2 separate regions of the Danio rerio genome follow, and region 1 is linked to region 2. Evidence: chromatin contacts called from public HiCAR-type data. All regions are on one chromosome and are shown on one strand. Each heading gives the region's core, a stretch centred on a gene start, on an enhancer-like site or on the middle of the called end of the contact. The rest is flanking DNA. Distances are from core to core; before and after follow the strand shown.

Region 1 (5,125 bases), core at 381-2,880, 110 kb before region 2:
TTAATTTAATTTAATTTAATTTAATTTTATTTTATTTTATTTTATTTTATTTTAATTTAATTTAATTTAATTTAATTTAATTTTTATTTTGCATATTAATTTATTTTATCCAACAGCAATTTTGTTTTATTTTATTTTATATATTTGTTTTTATTTTTAACTGATAGGTACCATATAGAAAAGTCATGAAGTTATGCCAAGATGGGTTTAAAACATGCCACAAAACCAAAACATTAAGGCTTGACATAATTTTGAGATCTCTAAATATAGTGTTACAGGACAAGGTCGTAAAGGGCATTTCATTTAGGCCTCTGAAACTGTTTCAAAATAGTAGTTTAGAATAACAGATGCATGTGAAAGCTGTAATATTGATTTATCCATGTGTCTCATTTACATGCTTTGCAAATAATGGTTTCAAAGTCTCAACTACTTATTTGTAAAGCAAGCAGTCAGCATAATATCCTCTAGCTGCTGTGATTTACTGTGAAATATGACTGGCAGTCTGTGTCAGTGAAGAGCGATGGGTTTATAGTGTTCTGTTAGTTGAGCTGGATCTGGTTAATCTGCTCTCTCCTATAAATGATGCAGACGGGCAGCTTGATGAGCTTTCATGTTGAGTCTGTGAGTTGTGGGATGCTGTAGTCTGTCAGACAAGCACTGCTGTAGCACTGAACTATAAAGTCTGGTATAGTGCTGCTCATACAGCTGGACTGACTGACTGCATATGTGCCGGAGATTGTTTTCAGATGGAAAAACTTCCTGCTACTGTTTGTAATGTCATTTATGATTGGATTCAGATAGGCTTGGCTTTCATCTTGAGAATTAATCAAAACATAATTATTTTATTTTATTTTGCAATCAAATAAAGCAGATTTTTGTATTAATTTAATTTATTTTATCCAACAGCAATTAAATTAATTTCATTTTGGACCTGCTAAAATAAAGCAGACTTTTTATATTCTATTCATTTTGTCCAACAGAAATTTAATTTAATGATTTAATTTAATTTAATTTAAATTTGCAGCTTCTAAAATAAAGCAGACTTTTTAAATTCTTTTTTTTTATCCAACAGCAATTTTAATTAAATTTTATTTTCAGCTATTAAATAAAGGTGACTTTTATTTTCAGTTAATGTATTTTATCCAACAGGATTTAAATTAAATGCTATTTTATTTTTAAACATACTTATATTTAATTTTTCATAATTATATTTATTAATCATCTGGTATAAAATGAATGCCGTTTATAAAAAAAAAAAATAAAAATAATATTTTATTATATTGCGATGTGCCATCAGCAGCAGCCAACAGCAGCCTATAAAACACAATTTATAGATTGATTTGAGTCATTATATTATTTTATTTAATTATTTTAAATTATTAATTTAATTTTCCCAATCCCATCCACGTTATATAACACATACACCAACCAACTGATAGACATTTAGCAGTTGCATAAAAATATCAATTTTCCAATTATATCTTGTGCTGAAATAATTGCAGATCATTCATTAACAGGACCGAATCCTTCTTTCTTTGTCCTCTTGTCTCTCTTCCCTTTGTGTTCAGTCCATCAATGGGTGGGACCAAGAGTATTGGGAGGGGCTGTCATTATAGACCAGCAGCCAATAGCAGCCTCTGAAGCATAATTGACTTGAATAGGATCTCCAACCCTTCCTCCACCTCCACACAAAGCACCATGCTGTGATTGCCTCCTTTTGTTAAGCTCTCTTTTCTCTCGCCACGTGCCAAGTGTTTTCGTCACAGCAGATGTCTGACACAATCTGCTCTAATCTCTGACTGGCATGACAGTGACTCCAAACTTGATTTGTGGCAACATGCATTTGCTTAAACAGGATAGTTCAGCCAAAAATGGCATTTACTCACCATTTACTCAAGTGATTGTACACCTATACCTTATTTATTCATGCTGCTTTGTTAGTTACTTTCATTACACATTGGACTGTTTAATACATATACGTTTTTATAGATTTCCAAAAGTTTTCGCTCATAAAGGGGGGAATACATCCATGTGTACAAACATTTGTTGAATCTGTTGTTTAGATCAGATTCAAACACCACCACACTTATACAAAATCCAGGAGAATATAAATAACGTACCCTGCCTGTAATCACTGTAATGAAATCTCCCTCTTGTTTTGCAATAATCAAAGTCTTCTGTACTTTGATGGAGTAAACAACTGTAACGTTAACGTCTATATGTGAAGCAGTGGTGAATGTTTGTTGATATTAAATTCATCGATCAAACAAAAAATAAAGGCAACCTTTGCGACAAAACTAGACAGTTATTATTGTAGAGCACTTTCCCCACTAACAAAATAAATAAATAATATCATAGATTAATAACAAAGAGAAAATATAGTTATTTGTAATAAACATGTTTTATACCATATAGAAAAGTGTGTAATGTGTTCTTTGTTAATGAATACTACAGAATATTGTAGCATAGTAAACTGATAAACTTAGCCTTGAAAACTAAGCCTATTGAATAATTTGTTTATTACTAAAATTGTATTGTACCACAACAATATAATTACCACAACAGTTTAATTCAAGTAATTATCTATAGTATACTTCCAAACCCTATAGTATTTACTATCGTGTTTTTTCATGTAACGTGATAGCTTATACAGTATCTACTGTGTCGGTGACAGGCAAATATATTTTAGTTCAGTAGAAAACTCAGCCCTCTTCATGATATAAGGATCATGCCCAACATATGTGTTTGTTTTCTATTCATTTCTCTTTTGATAGTATAAATCACAAAAATACAATCTTTTCTCTGTGTCTCCCATTCATTTTTGTACTACATGCCCTCCTTATGAATTTCCCGGGTCACCAGAAACATGTAGTTGAAAACAATCCATAAGATGCTGAGCGTCCCTACATTAAAATGAATACTATAGTGTTTTTGAACCATTCTAATACTTGAATCAATACTGTTGTGGTAATTTTAGTTGCTATGGAAAGAGATACAGTTTTATAGTATCTCACTAGCTATCAACACCAACAAGTACAAATATTATTAGTTACAAGTTAGTAGGTTTAATTATTTTTGCCAACCAATTCAGTAATTTTCAATTCAAATTTACATAAAATTAATAAGCTTATTTCATTCCTTCATTTTCCTTTCGGCTTAGTCCCTTTATATTAAATAGGGGTCACCACAGCAGAATGAACCACCAACTTATCCAGCATAAGTTTTACACAGTACACAGCGGATATCTTTCCAGCTGCAACCCATCACTGGGAAACACCCATACACTCTTATTTACACACATACACCATGGACAATTTAGCTTACCCAATTTACCTATACCGCATGTCTTTGGACTATATGAGGGAAACCGGAGCACCCGGAGGAATCGCCACATGACCCTGCCGAGGCTCGACCAACGACCTTCTTGCTGTGAGGCGACATCACTACCAAGTGTGCCGCCAAAAATATTTCAATGTTACAAGTAAATTAATACTAACATCATATTATTATTATCATTCAATTATTAATCATTATGTAATTATTATTATTTAATATATAATTATTATTTTTCACTATGTATTACATGAAGTAAATGTGTAAATATTTACCATTTTACATGGGAAACTTTGAAATTTATCATTACAATTTAAAATTTATGACAGTAAATTTATTTGATTTGATTTTACCACACCAAAAACATCAAAAAGTCAAGTGTTGTAAGTACCATAATAGCTTTATACACCTATATACACCTTTCTAAAGCACGGTTCAAAAACACTTATTTATTCTAAACTTCTATGGTTGCTGTGTTCTGTTGAACACAAAGGAAGATATTTTGAAGAATGCCGGTAACCGGTAGCCAACGACACATATAGTAAAACTACTCTACAACAACAAAAAATACTATAAAAACATTCAAAATGATCTTTGTTTGTGTTCAACAGATGAAAGAATCACAAACAAGTTTGTATCAAGCGGAGGATGAGTAAATAAATACCGAATAGATATTTTTAAGTTAACTGTTCCTTTGATTTAATCTTAATCTTAACACTATCGATTGAGCTAATGACCTGAAGGAATAAACAGTGTGTTTAATTAGAAGTGACACACAGAGGACAAATCTCTAAATGGATAATTCTACTGTGTTAAGACACCGCTCACAGCAAGGACAAGGCCGAGTATAGTCAATAGACAGGGTGTGTTTTCGCTACGCTCGGCTCTAATGAATTTAGAAACCCTCTTTGATAAGGGCCAGCATGAGGTCTAATCATCAAAGATCCTTAACAACACGCTAGCTAATTAGATTAGCGTTTTCATCCGCTGCATAAAACACTTGCCTGTCTATACCGATGCAAGTGCGAGAGAAAGCAAGAAAAGAGCTTCAGCTTTTGTTATTTCATAGTAAGCTGATGCTGAAGTTTAATTTTCCATCTTGTGGCTTTAAGGAGAGGTTTGATCTTGCATATTGAGAGTCCTGCGGAGTTAACGCTAAACTGAGCCGGATGAACTATTGGATCATATCAGGTTTGTGTGGTTAAGGTTGTGAAATTGTGTGTCCTTGCTCTCGACCTCCCACCTTTGCTATCTTACATCGTCCTTCATAGCTGTTCACCCTCACTGCGGGACTGTTATATAACTGCGAGAGGCTGAATGATGATTCAGTAGATTTGCTCTCTGGGTTTCATTCCCTGAGGGCTTTAGCCAGTTTCTCCCTGTCAGAGTGTGTTTGTACCTATGTGCGGTATAGTACTATAACAGTATTTTAGCAGATTGTGTACTTTGCACAGTGTGTACATTTTATTTATGCATAAAGATTTGTGAAAATGTGCAGTGCACCTCTTGCTGAATGGAATAATTTGTCAAATATCAGCATGACACATTGGAATGTCAGCATGACACATTGGAAGTTACTAATGAAAAGAAGTAAAAATAAATACATTTATAAAGTTTATTGGTCAAGTGTTATTATTATTTGACACAGGAATTACATACAGTGGAAGTCAGCAGATTTTTTTCAACACGTTTTAAACATTAGAATTTTTAAACTCATTTCTATTTATTAATAATAATAATTTGCCTTTACCTAGATGACACTAGAAACTACTTATTAGGGCCGCACAAAATT
Region 2 (4,546 bases), core at 1,390-3,889:
CTTCACATTATAATATTAACTCTAAGAATCATTCTATTAGTGACAGCTTGACAAATTAGCACCAAATAAATCATGTCACTTCAGTTTAACACACTTGACTTGGTCATGCTTCCTCACAAAACAGCGTCAAATACCTTTTACATTCTGCCAAACACCTCTGACTGCTGCACTTGATTTCTTTCCTTAAAGACACAGTTCACACAAAAATACAAATTCTGTACCCATCTTTCATTTTTTCCATCTGTTCAGCACAATAGTAATATATCCAAAAGTCTGTGTTTAATACTGTGGTTTACTTTAGCTGAATTTATTTATTAATGAATTAATTAATTTATTTATTATAAAAATATATAAATTATTATTATTTGGAAAACTGGGAACCAATAACTATCATACCAGTTTGTTTTTCTTTTCTTTTATGTAAGTCAATGGCTACCTGATTCCAATTTTTTTTGTGTTTGAAAGGTTTGGAACAATTTAATTAAAGTAAATAGAGAGTACAGTAAATGACGGCGAGAAAACAAAGAGTACATTTCAATTTTAGGTGAACTATCCCTTTAAAGATGCATTTGAAGCTTGGTTAAACTATAATGAAGGTTTAAATACTGTGTTAAAGTTAAACACATCTATAAAAATGCCAGCTCAGAGCCTTTTAGTAATAACCCGCGTGCACAGGAACAATGGCTTCACTATAAAATCAAATGCAAACAGTAAGCACAGATTCTTGCCAAGCCCAGAAATGAATCAATAGCGCAGGAGGGTTTGACAGTTTCCTCAGGGAGAGGTTCAATCAAACTAAACAAGGCTCTCTTTTGGCAGGTACAAAGGTACAAGAAGGACTTGCGACAGATTTTGTGCCAGATTTCTGTAAACTTCCACAATGCAAGCGGCAAAACTTAAGGCAAACTTTTGTTTTTGTCCTCTACTTCGAGTGACACACATGATCCTATCAGTTTCAGAAAAAATTTAAAGTATGCAAACAAAAAGCAGTAAGTAGACAGGAAATGAGTGCTCTTATTAGGGATGTCCTGATTTTTTGTTCTTTTAGGGGTGGGGGGTAAAATATGAGTAATTTAACATTGAGTGTCTGCAGATACTGAGTTTCAATCTGATACTTTTTGTTAGTGCTCTATGACTGCATTATTACCGTGATTTGTACAAGACATGTCACTCGTATGTTTTTGAATTGGGAAAAGTGTAACGAATAATCATTAATCCCTATATGGCGAATAAATCCCGCCCTCTAGTAGAGGAGGCAGTCACTAGATGTGAGTATCTTCAGATTTTGTGTGATTTGGATGTGTATAAATTAAACTACAGAGAGAGTTGTTTAATTTCATTGGTGATTCCTGATATGAAATTCAATTGTAAACTTGGCAAGCAGTTTTTAAGAATTTGATGTTTTCCCATTTAGACAGAGTGCCTGATCATACTGCCCGAGAGGTGTTTCAAAGATGGCTGCCGAGTGAAATGATTTGCCTTAAAGGGACTTTGTCTGTACTCTAACAACTTTTTTAATTCGAAAAGTTTAAAATAGAATTTGAGCTCTTTAGTACTTTGATCTGATATATTATCTGGGTTGGTCCTGTAAGAAACAAAACTAAACTGACAAAACGTAAAATACTAAACATATGCTAAAACATATGCTGGATAAGTTGGCTGTTCATTTCATTGTGGCAACTCCTGATGAATAAAGGGATTAAGCCAAAGGAAAATGAATGAATGAATGATTTATTGTTTTTTTTCTATGTATTTGGTTTCAAACTAACAAAAATGTCCATTAAATCACTTTGTTAGACTAAGTTACATTTTTAACATAAAACAATTTAAATCAAAGATTAAGACAATGTAATGCCAAAAATGAAAATGAAAATGAAAACTGAAAATACTCAAATTTGCTTAAGAAAAGTTAAGAAAAATTACATATTGAAAAAAAAAACATAAAAAAAACCTAAGAAAACATCTTCATCAATTTGACAACACAAATGCACACAAATTCCCACAATATAAATATTTTTGGGGACAACAAAAGTGACAAACCCGACTTATGTTTCATTTAACGTCAGTTAAATTCATCAGATTATTAGAGCTAAAATATTTAAACAACAAATAACCAAGAAGATAAAAGAATAAAAAAACTCACCTCTCATGTCTCAGACAACAGTTAAACAGAAAGCAGTTGGTTTTATATATTTTTATTTTTTAACTTTTTGGGGTCCCCTAACACATTTCCATTGCAGTCTGTGTTGTGAGTTTTTGGTGATTTTTGCAGTGCATCTGAGCTCCTTTGGCCATCTTTGAAAATGAAGCAGAACACTTGTTAATAAAAAAAATAAATGTTTATTTTGTCGATAATTTTGACTCATACAGTATATTTTTGGCTTTTCCTACCAACATAAGACTGTGGTCTAGGGTCACATATATGTACATTTGTACTGTAAATTATTGTATAGTAGCATAAACAAGCCCTGCTCAACAGGTTTTGTCTTGTCAATTAACTAACTGTCCTATGAAACAGTTAACTATTAAATGGTATGAAACTGTAGTTGGCACGCCCTGCAATGACTAGTAGTGGAGTTTGTCATTGTTTAAAAGGCTAATTGAAAGGATTGGCACTGGGGAAAATGCTTAATTACAACATTATATTTTTATGGTCAGGTTATTATAGCTTCCAGTCAGTGTCATGTTTCATCATTTAAAAACACACCCTGTATGTTTCATCAAACGTTGGTGACTGTTTTAGTAATAAGAGGTTGTGTCATCAGCTTATTAGCAATAAATGCCTTTGAAATGACAAAATGTCACCATGTATTTTAAATGTTGGTGCTGAAAATGTTGCTAAAGTCATTTTTGTATATATTTTGTTGTTATAATGTCTACTAGTAGTTTATCTGCCTTTGTTTTAGGTTATGTCATATGATATAATACAGTATACATGAATACAGTAATATAATTGATAAGAATTTGATTTTACAAGGATGTATTTTATTAATATTATTAATATTTATAATAATAATGCATTTTTACATTGTAAAAAAAAGAAATAAGTATATATATATATATATATATATATATATATATATATATATATATATATATATATATATATATATATATATATATATATATATATATATTATTTATATTAAGCAGTTAACAATAAAATAAACTTTTATTTAATAATTTCTTTGTAGCTGTTTACACTGAATCAAAACAGTCAACACTTGCTCACAGATTACACTATACTGTTCTCTATTGCCCCCGTGTGGTGAATTTGTTTTACTGCAGTGTTTTTTCAAACCGGTTATTCTGTCTAGCTGTATTCACGCAAAGGTTTTACATTTTCAGGTTTCATACTATTTTTTAATATAATAAATCACTGAGCAAAGTCACATTTATACTAACTGCTATTTTTCCCCAGGATATTAATACACACTATGATCACTCTTTTACTATAAACATGTCCATTAGTCATCCTTATGTAGTGTTTTCTCCTCTGTTTCCAATATCTCTGAGGGCCCCTGAGTGACTTTTCTCCATTGTGTCGTTGAGCCACATTTAGTAGGTATTTCCGAGCACCTCTCTTTGCTCCTGCATCTGCATGACAAGATCAGATTCACCTGTCTGCGTTTCTAACATGAGCATGAATAATGGGGACAGAAGTAAATAAGTATCTTTAAATGCCTGCATACATTTGGTTAAATTGATTATCAATCATTAAATAAAGTAAATCCATAGGTCATTTTAGATCAGTTAATGATTTAATTATATTTGTACATTTAGTTATTATATTTCTGAATCTAATCTGCATGTCCTAGACAATATTTATTTTATTAAATCTTGCACAGATGTTCCCCGGTATATTCATGGACTTTAAATAAAAAATAAGACATTGCATGACTGATTTATTTGATTGCACTTTCTTAAAAAAGACCTTAATTGGAGAGTTCACCAAAAACGTTGTCATTTACTCACACTTCACTCGTTCCAAAACTTATTTTACTTTCCTTTTTCTGTTGAACACAAAGAAGATATTTTGGAGAAAGCTGAAAACTGGTTCTAATTGACTTCCATTGTAGTTGTTTTGCTACTATGAAAGATTATGGACACTGATTTTCAGCTTTCTTCGTTCAACAGATTAAAGAATAAAGAATAAAGGATCTGCCTAAAGGTACAAAAATAGTAAATACCCAGGTGAAAAAAAGTTCTTAAGTTCTTAAGTTGTACTTTTTTGGACGTAATTATCATATTTTAATTGTAGTATACTATAAGTGAATATTACATGTGTTATTTTTAAACATATTAATTGTTATTTTATATATACTTAAGATTAACTTTAAGCTATTTGAAATATGTTGTGTTAAAATAGACATACTTTAAGTTCAATTAAAGTGTATTTTATTTAAAGTACATTTAAATGATACATTTGAAACACAGTTAAAGTATATTTTAAACACAGATGAAATATTTTTTAAGTTCAGATTAAGTGTATTTTTAGCCCAGCTGCAGTGCATTTTAAAACCAATTAAAGTATAATATAAGCCCA

Evidence for each region. HiCAR-type assays count read pairs that join an accessible place to other places.
Region 1: a HiCAR-type map of caudal fin shows a contact between it and region 2, with 4 times the contacts expected there. The contact joins two enhancer-like sites. A contact is called at or near these places in 2 of 18 Hi-C or Micro-C datasets (embryo and hematopoietic stem cells) and 1 of 4 datasets of contacts at active chromatin or transcription factors (caudal fin).

Annotation. Positions count from the first base shown.
Region 1 is chr11:25,585,671-25,590,795 of GRCz12tu, reverse strand. The region is part of intron 1 of plekha6 (pleckstrin homology domain containing, family A member 6); the gene reads left to right. Among named protein-coding and RNA genes, the nearest start is that of plekha6, 21 kb to the left of the region's middle. Within about 2 kb of position 1,630, at least 25 of the 62 cell types and tissues checked have an H3K27ac peak or open chromatin away from gene starts, as enhancers often do. A contact at or near this core is called in caudal fin, where this site is marked.
Region 2 is chr11:25,474,489-25,479,034 of GRCz12tu, reverse strand. All of the region lies in intron 7 of plekha6 (pleckstrin homology domain containing, family A member 6), which reads left to right. Among named protein-coding and RNA genes, the nearest start is that of golt1a, 59 kb to the right of the region's middle. Within about 2 kb of position 2,639, at least 2 of the 62 cell types and tissues checked have an H3K27ac peak or open chromatin away from gene starts, as enhancers often do. A contact at or near this core is called in caudal fin, where this site is marked.